2 separate regions of the Oryctolagus cuniculus genome follow, and region 2 is linked to region 1. Evidence: chromatin contacts called from public Micro-C data. All regions are on one chromosome and are shown on one strand. Each heading gives the region's core, a stretch centred on a gene start, on an enhancer-like site or on the middle of the called end of the contact. The rest is flanking DNA. Distances are from core to core; before and after follow the strand shown. Region 1 overlaps SLIT3 (slit guidance ligand 3). Region 2 holds the start of SLIT3 (slit guidance ligand 3).

The links. Hi-C and Micro-C count contacts between places; a contact is called where the count stands out from the background.
Region 2: a Micro-C map of ear pinna shows a contact between it and region 1, with 3 times the contacts expected there. The contact joins the promoter of SLIT3 here to the enhancer-like site in region 1. A contact is called at or near these places in 4 of 6 Hi-C or Micro-C datasets (ear pinna, embryonic fibroblasts, skin fibroblasts and 1 more).

The regions. Positions count from the first base shown.
Region 1 is chr6:55,874,063-55,879,178 of mOryCun1.1, reverse strand. All of the region lies in intron 4 of SLIT3 (slit guidance ligand 3), which reads left to right. LOC138850211 (a long non-coding RNA gene) reads left to right here. Exons shown (of 2, transcript XR_011389889.1): 1 at 1-5,116. Among named protein-coding and RNA genes, the nearest start is that of MIR218-2, 220 kb to the right of the region's middle. Within about 2 kb of position 3,083, at least 1 of the 8 cell types and tissues checked has an H3K27ac peak or open chromatin away from gene starts, as enhancers often do. A contact at or near this core is called in ear pinna, where this site is marked.
Region 2 is chr6:56,208,682-56,213,797 of mOryCun1.1, reverse strand. SLIT3 (slit guidance ligand 3) reads left to right here and starts at 2,825. Exons shown (of 36, transcript XM_002710368.5): 1 at 2,825-3,471. The coding sequence starts at 3,275. It overlaps LOC103347958 (a long non-coding RNA gene), which reads right to left and starts at 4,167. Exons shown (of 5, transcript XR_007919028.2): 1 at 3,519-4,167; 2 at 168-289.

The sequences.
Region 1 (5,116 bases), core at 1,834-4,333:
CTTTCATCCATAGTGTTCCTTATCAAAATATCCTTATCAAAATATCTTTGTCTGCCTGCATGGTTATTTCTGTAAGTCCAGAACCTTGTAGCAATGGTCAAAGGCCCTGGACTAGTGTAGGACCTTCCGGAAGCCTTACCCTGGTGCTAAAGTCAAAACCTTGCATAAGAAGTAGAGAGAGCTTGTGCTATGCAGAGATCAGTCTTCATCCTAGGCCTCATTGTGCCTCTTGGTAAGCCAGGCCATCTTTGCCAAGGACTGGAATTTCTTTTCTTCACATTTATTTATTTGTTTGAAAGGCAGAGTTACAGAGAGGCAGAGGCAGAGAGACATCTTCCATCCACTGGTTCACCCCCAAAAAGGCCGCAATGGCCGGAGCTGGGCTGATCTGAAGCCAGGAGCCAGGAGCTTCTTCCAGGTCTCCCTCGTGAGTACAGGGGCCCAAGGACCTGGGCCACCCTCCAGTGGTTTCCCAGGCACATTAGCGGAGAGCTGATCGGAAGTGGAGCAGGGCCCATATGAGATGCTGGCACTGCAGACAGAGGCTTAACCTGCTGTGCCACAGTGCCCACCCCCAGACCTGCCATTCTTGAAGCCCTGGTTTCCTTGGTATAACACAGGGGTTGAAGTGAAAGCGTTCAGCTCACAGGGCTGTTTGGAGGGTTCAATCCAACCATGCATTTCAAGCCGTCTGCACAGTCCCCGGCATGGGAAGCAGCCTTCCCACCATCACTTTGCAGTGGCGTGTGAACTTCTGACTCTGCCATCGCCATCCACTTTCACACACACCTCGGAACCCCCACTGCTGCTCCGTCATACGTTTCAATCAGGGAGAGGGAGGTGGGGGCTGGAATGTCAAAGGCACACAGAACAGGTCAAGGTCATCTGCGCTACAGCCGTGAGTCAAATTTCCAGGAAGAAATGGTCATTAGATGAAATGTGTTTGGGATTTGAGTCTTCTGAGGGCTGTGTCCCGTCGTCTAGAAAGGTGGGGCCTCAGAGTTGCAGGTTTTTGCTCCTAAGTGAACAAGATGATGACGTCTGGTGCTGAGATCCCAGGAGTAAGGGGAGCCCCCTTTCCTCCCCATTCCCACTCTCCCAAGGCTGTTTGTGCAGCAAGCTGGGGGCTAAGGAGCGAAAGAGAGTAATGAGGCCTGCTGATCCCCAGCAAAACTCCATGCGCCTCCCTTTGATCTGTTTTGGTTACGCCTGCAAAGGTTGGAAGTGAGCAAGCCTCCAGGGAAGGGGCTGGTATGCGGTTAGCTCTGTGTGGGAGCCTGAGTCCCCGGGTTCGCCCTGGCTTTTGCAGCAGGCACTTTTGTATGTTTGGATTTTCCAGAAGGGATAAATCACACAAACAGAGCACCTTGGGAATCCCTCGGGGAGCCCAGCTCTGCCCCAGCCCCCTCCGGTTAAACACATGCCCCATTCTCCAGGCTGTGTGCAGCGCTGCACACGCTGCCCTCGCCTGCAAAGCTTTCTCTGGAAAACTCATTCTTGGAGAGAACTCTCTTTGTGCAAGAGTTCAGCCTCTTAGACTAAACAGACGAAGAGAAAATAGTGGCGTTGAAAAAAAGAAGAGTTCCTTCTGGTAAACAGAAAGGGGAAGGGGTGCTTTGGGGTTCGGTGTCCTGTGCTGCTCGGATCCTGGCCCTGTGTGGTGTGACCACGGTGCCCAAGCCAAGAGAGATGGAGAAACAGGCCGGCCTGCACTGGGTCCTGTTTCCTCCGTGTCGGCTCCCTGCTGGGACAGTGCTGCTGCTCTGGGCCTGTCAGGCCTCCGAGTGCACATCTCCTGCTGTTTGGGCCCAGTGCAGGCCTGCCTGTGGGATTTGGCCTGCAAGGCTACAAGCATTTCAAAAATCTCAGCTTGAGGATTGGTCTGGTTTGAGAACAAACCCAGAGCATGGGATTCTCTGGCATGTGGGCCCCTTGGGCCTGAATGTGCAGAAAGGAGGACAGCTTCCCGGGGATGAGCCCAAAGCAATGCTGAACAACAGTCTCCCCACGGATGGCCCCTTCTGAAACCAGCGCCAGCACAACCTCTCCCACCCTCCAGCGCTGCCTCTCCTGCGGTCGGGCTGCTCCGGGGCGCACACACCCTGCTCTGATTCTCAGGTACCTTTCACGTACAGACCCTTCTCCTCCCGAGACCCCCACCCTGGTGCCCAGAGTCCCCCTCCAGGGAAAGTGCCCGTGGAGCTTGGGGCAGATGGCAGACCCGCCCAAGCTTCAGCTTCCAACCGAGGGAGAGAATCTTGGCCCGGCAATTTCGGGAGACAGTTAAAAGATTAGATAGTAAATTTACTTAGCAGAGACTAATCGCCCGGGACTGGCTTTCATATCCTGTTTTGAAATAATGTATTTTCTTTTGTGCTCTGGTCTGAATCTGTCATCTCTCCCCTAATAATGAGAGGCAGCGGATTTTTAATCTTTGACCCTCTCCCATATAATCTAATCACAGTGTTTTTCTGGTGCTGCTCTCCTTATTTGGTGAGGTTCGGGAAAGGAGAAGAATGGAGAATGGCTGGGCCATTGTGTGCCTCTCCTGAGGGGCTGGTTGACAGGTAAAGTCACCCTCACCTGTTGCAGGTTCCCTTAACACCGAGGCAGGGTGCAGAGGAAAGAAAGGAAAGCCAAAGGCTCTTATGTCTGAATCAGATAGAAGAAGGGTGTTTCATGAAAGCCACAGTAGCACCGCCCTGACGTTTGTTTTACAGGAGGGCTGGCTGAGCTGAGTGACAGTGTGGGTGCAGCCTCAGGTGAGGCAGCTGCAGAGCCTCTTGAGTTAGGAAGGAGGCCCAGGTAATCCCCCAGGTGTCCACACATGGAAACTATTACGTGTTTCCCATCTTCCCCTTGGTTTTCAAGCTGAGGTCCTTGGTGTCTTTCCTTCTTCTCTGGGTCTGGCTCGGGTGCAGGGTGCCTGACCCCAGGCTACCTGCACTGAAGTCTTCCCACTGGGTCGGGTCTCTCCGGCCTGTCTGACTTAGGGAGTTGCCCCGACAGGGATCCTGGAGGCTGCGAGGTTGGCTCCGGTTGCATGTAGAAATGGGAGCGTGTGAGCAGAGGCATGTGTTCACCTGCTGTCTCCCCTTCTGATGGTTGCTTGATTGGCGTGAGAAGTGTAGACAAAGCCCACAGCGCCTCCCTGGGAGCCTTTTTGGTCTCCCAGGGCTCAGCGACACTGCAAGCAAAGCCACGTCCTTTGGCTGCCTAGCCAGAGTTCTCTAATTGGAAGCAGCAAACACACCCAAATCTAGTTAACTCAAGAAAAATAGGAATTCATTGGAAGGCTGTGGGGTGGAGCATCTAGAATCAAAAAGGTTGAGAAGCAAGGCTTGCCAAGGCAGGCACCAGCTGCCCTCGGAAGGTGCTGGGAGCAGCAGTCCTGCACAGGCACCGCTGTACAGGGCTGGACGCTGGCCACGCTCACTCTTCTATTCTCTTTGCCTAGAATGCCAGTGCCACAGGGGGAGAATCTCATTGGCCTGCCTGGGTCATGTGCGTGGCCAGGGCTTCTGATGAACGGTCCTACTGGATTGCATCCAGGAAAAGGCCATTCTTCAAAACGCAGTCACACGGTGTGCTGTTGTCCAGGGAAGATGATGGGCAGCCAGGACTCAGCAAGTTTCTGACAGGCACCCAGGAATGTCACCTTGCTGTGCAGTCTTGCCAACCAGCAAGCAGAGTGAGTGGTCTGGAAGAGAGCAGAGGAGAGGCACAGCCCTTGCCTTCTTGCCTTCAGACCATGCTCCCATCACCACTTCTCCCACCCATCCTCCTGTCGTTATCAGACTGGGCAGAGACCCCTAGAACGAGAACTTTTGAGTCAAGGGTACTTCATTTATCTAGAATTTCCCAGGTCGTCTTTAACTTTCCTCCTGGACCTCTTTATTACCAGCTCCGGTCCCTATTCCACCCCCATCCCCCCCCACCAATTCACAGCTGAGATAAAGAATTCACAGGTGGAATGAATGCCCAGCCCCCAGCCCCTGCCCTGAGTAATTACCTCCCTGCTGTGTGTTGGCTTTGCCCTTATGGGAAATGTGAGAAGGGAAAAGGGTCCTTTTAGTCTATGAATGGCGCTTTATTATTTTGATGCATGAATGCGGAAGGAATAAGAGACAAAATAAAGTTAATAATACATTGCCTTGGAGATAATTCATCATTTAAATCAATAGGAACTGCAGGTCACTGAACTGGAACTGGTGTTACTGTGATCCAAACATGGAATTAATAATTGAAACTACACTGATCTGTCTTCCTGGAATGGGAAGACAGACAACCCCAGGGACAGATACATTCGGCACAGGAGGAACAAAGCCGTAGAGATAGACAGATGATTCATTTAATTCCTACGGCTGTCACATCCCGTAAATATGAAAATCTGCTTTCTATCTGGAATCAGGCTCATTGGGGAGCGAGGTTAGCTGAATTATATCCTCAACCCCATGTTTATTTTTTCATTTATTGCAGGAATTTCAAATGATTAGTTAGCACGGAATGCCACGTTCTCTGAGCTTGTGAAGTCTGGCTGGCAGTGGTGTGCAAGGCATATGCAGGCCCCACCTCCTCCCCACCCACCTCAGAGCCCTGGGTGACCCATTTCCCAAGAAGTTTAGGTTTGCAGCCATGGCAGGGACCATGGAATCTCATGACCTGTGGTTCTCACAAGAGCAGAGAACACGAGATCTCCAGAGGACGGCCTTTGGCCTCGGTTTCTCTCCCTGTGAAAGCAGACAGTGGGAGAGCCCAGCTTGTCAGGGTGCCTGAGGACTGAATGAGCTAACAAATGAGAAACCTTTGGCACCTACTGTCCACCGATGTTGGACATGATGCACGTGTGACTGTGGAGATGCTGGGCCAGGGTCAGGCTGAAGATGGTGGTTTGTGGAAAGATGTTTATTGCCGTTTATAATTGAAAGTGAGCCTAGCTGCTTTGGTTCTTCAAGGCCTAGAGTCACTGGTGGAAGTTAAGCTCTGCGCTGCTCTCTTGTGCTGGCAGAGGACAGAGTGGGAGTGAAACGAATGAGACCCTGAGCAGGGCCCCCACGTGTAGGTCTGGGTGTCTTGCAAGAACATTGTTGGGAGGAGGGGATTAGGCAGAGATCAA
Region 2 (5,116 bases), core at 1,576-4,075, 330 kb before region 1:
GTTAGTCAAATATAAGGGTTGAATTATATGAATTATATTTGGGATTCTTGAAGTACGTTCCAAGAGAATTTTAAGTTAACACGAAAAGAGGTCAGACATGCTGGAACACCAGACCACAAAGAGGTTTCTTGATGGTTGGAGCTGTCAGAGTCCTGCCATCCTCTTACCTGGGATGTCCACCTCCAAGAGGGGTGACAGGGAGCCGCTTTTCTCACTCTCTCTTTGCCCAAGGAGCTGCTGGTTTTCATCAATGAAGAAACGAACATGGACCGGAAGTCATCAGAGGGCCCTTGGAGAAACGCTGGGTTAGGTGACTGAAGGCGGTTCCAGCCTGCACACTCCGTGCTTCTCTGCACCTCTTGCCTTTTCTGCCGGCCGCTTCCCTAGGGATGACTGACGCTCAGGCACCCCAGCCGGCTGTTCTAAAGGGCTTCTCCCAGGCAACAGTACCTTTGAATGCTTGTGAAGTCACTTAAAGGTCTCGCTGGACTCATGAAACCCCCAGAAGCTTAAATGGAAAGCACAGCTCCCCACCACCACGGTGCCCAGAGCAGAGATCGCGGCCCAGGCTTGGGGGACTGACTACAAAACACGCTCCAGCATGCATTCGGGAAAACAGAGGAAACCCTTCTCTCTTTTCTGCTCTAGACAGTGGGAGACGCCTCTGTGCCCTTGGGCCTGTGCCCGCTTCTCTCATCTGCCTCAGTCTTGGTGCTAAATTGGTTCAAGGTTTGGAGGAAAGCTTCTGAGAAGAGGAGGAGAAGGTTGTTTAGAGTTCTTAGATGCTGAAGTCACCCCAAGGACCGGCGCCGGGACTCTCCCTGGCCACCAGAGGGCGATAGCAACAGCATCTCTACAGAAGGCTGTTCATAAGAATAGCAGCACTCGGTTGCACCTAATGTGTTTATGAATGATGGAGGGACTGGAGGGTGTGTGGGCGCACGCGCGTGTGTGTCCAATTGGGTTTCTGGAGTCAAGACATTGAAAATCTGCTCACTGTAATGATATAAAATTGGCACTTCTACTTTATATGCACAGAATGGTGGCAAGTTCAAAGTTTCTTGGAAGGAAAGAGCGGTCAGAGGACTCAGAGTAGCATTCAGATGCAAGGACAGGCAAGAGTTCACGGGAGTGGAGTTGCTGTCATGGGGTGTGAGTGTGTGGGTGTGTGAACAAGCATTTGCACGTGTATATGTGATTGTGCTTATGAGTGTGTCACTGGTATTAGCGTATGTGTGAGCATGAACTTGTATGAGTGTGTGTGGTCCTGAGTGTATGCATGGGCATGGATATGGGTGAGTTCATGTGACTCGTGTAGAGAAAGGAATGAGGTTGTGACCATGTGTGTAGGTAACAAAATGTGTGTGACTGGGTATGTAGGTGTGAGTGTGTGGAAATGAACATGGGTGAGTGTATGTGACTGGGAGTGTGTGACTGTGTGTGTAGGTATGAACCTGTGTGAATATGTATGTGTACAATAGGCATGAGTATATGTGACATAAACTTGTGTGCGTGTGACATGAACATGGGTGAGTATGTGTGACTGTGTATGTGTGGCATGAACATGAGTGGGCTGGTGTGACATAAACATTGGTGAGTGTGACCATGTATGTATGACATGAACATAAGTGTGTGTGACTATGTATGTGTGGCATGAACGTGTGCGACATGAGCACAGGTGAGCATGTGTGACTGTGTGTGACATGAGCACAGGTGAGCATGTGTGATTGAATGGCATGAGCACAGGTGAGCATGTGTGACTGTGCCTACACGCAGGGCTCATTTAGGCTTTCCCAGCGTGAATGGACGAGTGGACCTGGTGGAAGCCGGGGCAAAACTTCTGTGGTGCCTGCCCTTCCCCTTCAAACACACGCACAACCATCCCTCCAGGTATTTACGGAGCCACTGCTATTCCCGCCCCACTGGCATCTGGAAAAGCTCAGACCCGGCCAATTTAGAGCGGGCACTGGAGATGGAAGGCGATGGGAGCCTAGGGGATGCCGCGGGGGAAGCATTGTTTTGGAAAAACACTTTCTCCAAACAGCCTAGGGAGGTGGGGCCAGACGGGGCTGTGGCCAGTGACCTGAGGGAATGAAGGCTCCGAGGTGTCAAGCCCCGCCCAGAGACACCGATCGAGGCGGCGACTCGGGGACTCTGGACACGGTGCTGTCCACCCAGGGGCCAAGACCCTGCCCTCACTGCAGAACACCTGACAGCGGGGCCGGGTTGGGTTTGCTTGCGGTGACCCAACCACATGGCTGTAGGGTGCATTCCCTTCAATTACGCAGGTCCTTCAGAAAGCAGCTCTGGATCTTCGGCCAAGAGAGTGAAAGAAGTTAGGGAGGCAGCGTCGGGGTGACCGTGCCCAGGTCTGGCGTCCCTCGTAGCTCGTAGCTGTGTGTTGTCGGGCAAATCGCTTGGCTTCTCTGAGCTTTGGGGTTTTAACTCTATTAAACGGGGGTACTCAGACGCCCCCTTGCGAGCCAACGTAGGGGCTGAAGGAAGGGACATGTGCAGCGTGCCCAGCTCAGAGCCAGAATTGAGAAAAGAAAAAGGTGCCCACACGACTTCTCAGTCCGTGGCTCGGAAGGGGGAATGAGCTGCAGCGTTTCCCCCCGGGGCCCCCGCGGGCCTTGCCCCCTGCCTTCCCCGGGGCTTTCCGTCGCCCTCCTCCGCTGCCTCCTCCCTCCGGCTCGCGGTCGCTCCAGCAAAGTTCCCAACTTAGTCGACACGACGCGCGGCGCAGCCAATGGGAGGCGGAGCTGGCGGTTTTGGGGGGGCGGGAGAGGGCTGGGCCCCGCGTCTCCGGTGTCTGCCCTGCTCAGTGAATGGAGAGAGCGAGCGCCGGCCAGCTCACCCGGCCGCCCCGTGCCCTAGCCGCCGCCGCCGCAGCCGCCGCCGCGCTCCCGAGCCCAGCCCCAAGCCGGCCCTCCTCGGGCGCCGCGCCCCACTGCGTTCACCCCAGGCCCCCGAGCCGGCCCGCACTCCGGGCTGTGGGCCGGCGGGACCAGGGGACGCTTGGCACCTGGGCGCTCCGAGCGATGCGCAGCGGGGCAGCGCCAGCCCCGCCGATGGAGCTGCTGTTGCCGCCGCCGCCGCCCGGCGCGCCCCGCTCCGCCCGCGCCCCGTGCGCCTGAGCGCCGAGCTCGCCCCTCCTCCGCGCCAACTCCGTCGCCCGCTCCCCAGGCCGCCCGCGCTCTCCGCGCGCCTCCTCCGGCTCCACGCGCCTTGCCCCGCCGCGGCAGCCTTCTCCCGGCGCGGGCCCCCGCACACCATGGCCCCCGGGCGGACAGGGGCCGTAGCCGCCGTGCGCGCCCGCCTGGCGCTGGCCTTGGCGCTGGCGAGCGTCCTGAGCGGGCCCCCCGCCGTCGCCTGCCCCACCAAGTGTACCTGCTCTGCCGCCAGCGTGGACTGCCACGGGCTGGGCCTCCGGGCCGTTCCCCGGGGCATCCCCCGCAACGCCGAGCGCCTGTGAGTACCCCCGTCCCGCCCCGCCCCGCCCCACGCGGGCCACCCACCTGGGTCCCGCAGGGAGGCCCCCAGGCGCCAGAGCCTTCCTTTCCCTCTGGCTGGTCACGCTGGATGCAGTCTCTGTTCGCAGCTCCTGCCTCATCAGATCCCTGGCTGAGTAGGGGGTCTCTGCTTTGGGCAGGTCTGGAGAGCGAGGTCTTGAAGCCCCCCCCATCCCCCGATGGGCAAAAGTGGTGCCTCTCCAGGGGTCAGGGCTCCACACGCAGGGCCCGCTGACAGCTTCTGAGGCGAAGGCGGGCAGGAGGGCACGAGAGAGCCCTGCAGCCTCCAGGTTTCGGGGTTAGGGCACGGGGGCCGCGCTCGTTAAAAACCGGGGCGAAGGGGAAAGCGAAAGGCTGGTGGGGCGTCAGGGCGCGGAGAACCGAGAGAGAGGCCCTGGGACTCGGACCCTCTCGGAGACCCGCTCGGGCAGCTGCCGTCGGGGGCTGCCCTGGCGGGGAAAGTTGAGTGCGTGAAGGTCTAACTTCTGAGGACCCGGACACATTCCGAGTGGGCGCACGCAGAACCCGCCCTGCCTGGAGCGCAGCCTGGGAGATGCCAAGTTGCAGCCCGGGTGAATTTTTTATGGCTAGGTTATAAATGCCTCCCCAAACGGGCCGGAGAATGGAAATGCTGACAGCCCTTTCAATGAGACCGAGCGCTATAATCTTACAAACCGCACTCAGCTCGGATCCTGGGTTTGGCAGCGAACGCACAGGCGCTTGGAGAGTGGTGCGGATTGACCCTCGTTTTAACCCCAATTGTGCAACCAAATATTTACTTTTCATATGTCAACGTTTTGGAAACATTTATCATTTTGATCCTCGGACCAAATGCAAAACTGGGACTCCAGGGTGGGCTCCTCTTCGTTCACAGTGGAGGATGGGGAAGGAGGGAGGGAGAACCGATGGAGAGAGTGGGAGCCCGGCTGAGAAGTGGGTGAGGGTTTGTTCTGGTGGGCTCCACCCGCTCCGTGTCTGCTCCCCTCTCGCCCCTTCTCCCTGATCCCTGGGGTAGGCATGGGATGGCCCATTCTGCCTGCTTGACTGGAAGAGAGTGGTGCTGAGCTGAACAGTCCTGGAGCCTGTTTGTTAGTTCAGTTAGTTCCTCAACTCCTCTTCTGTTCCTTCCATTTAGTGGTTGTGTCTCTCTGGGTGGAGATGCAATAGGATTGTCTTCCTTATTCCTCGTGCTTTCTGTTGGCTCAAAACATTCTCCCTGCACCAAGTGCATTGGTTCTGTTGGGTTGGGCTGTGCAGTCCTAGAGAAATACAGCCTTCATCTCATGTGTAGAAGGCCAGGACGTGTCCAGGGAAATATGGCAGTTGAGGTCCATCAAAGAGCCGGCAACCAGGTTTCCACACCATAATTGAGACGTTATATCAGCCAAACACTCATTTACCTATAACTTAGAAACTAATTTCCCCTCTTCTGCATGTGAGCTGGTGAAATAATCACTGTCACTAATGTTTAATGTTTAATGATTTGTGTATGTGTTATCTCGTTGAATCTCTACCACTGCCCCATTAGTTGCATAGTAATGCGTGCACTCCATTCTGCAGATGAGCTACCTCATCACGTATTCCAGGTCAGGTGACTCCTCACG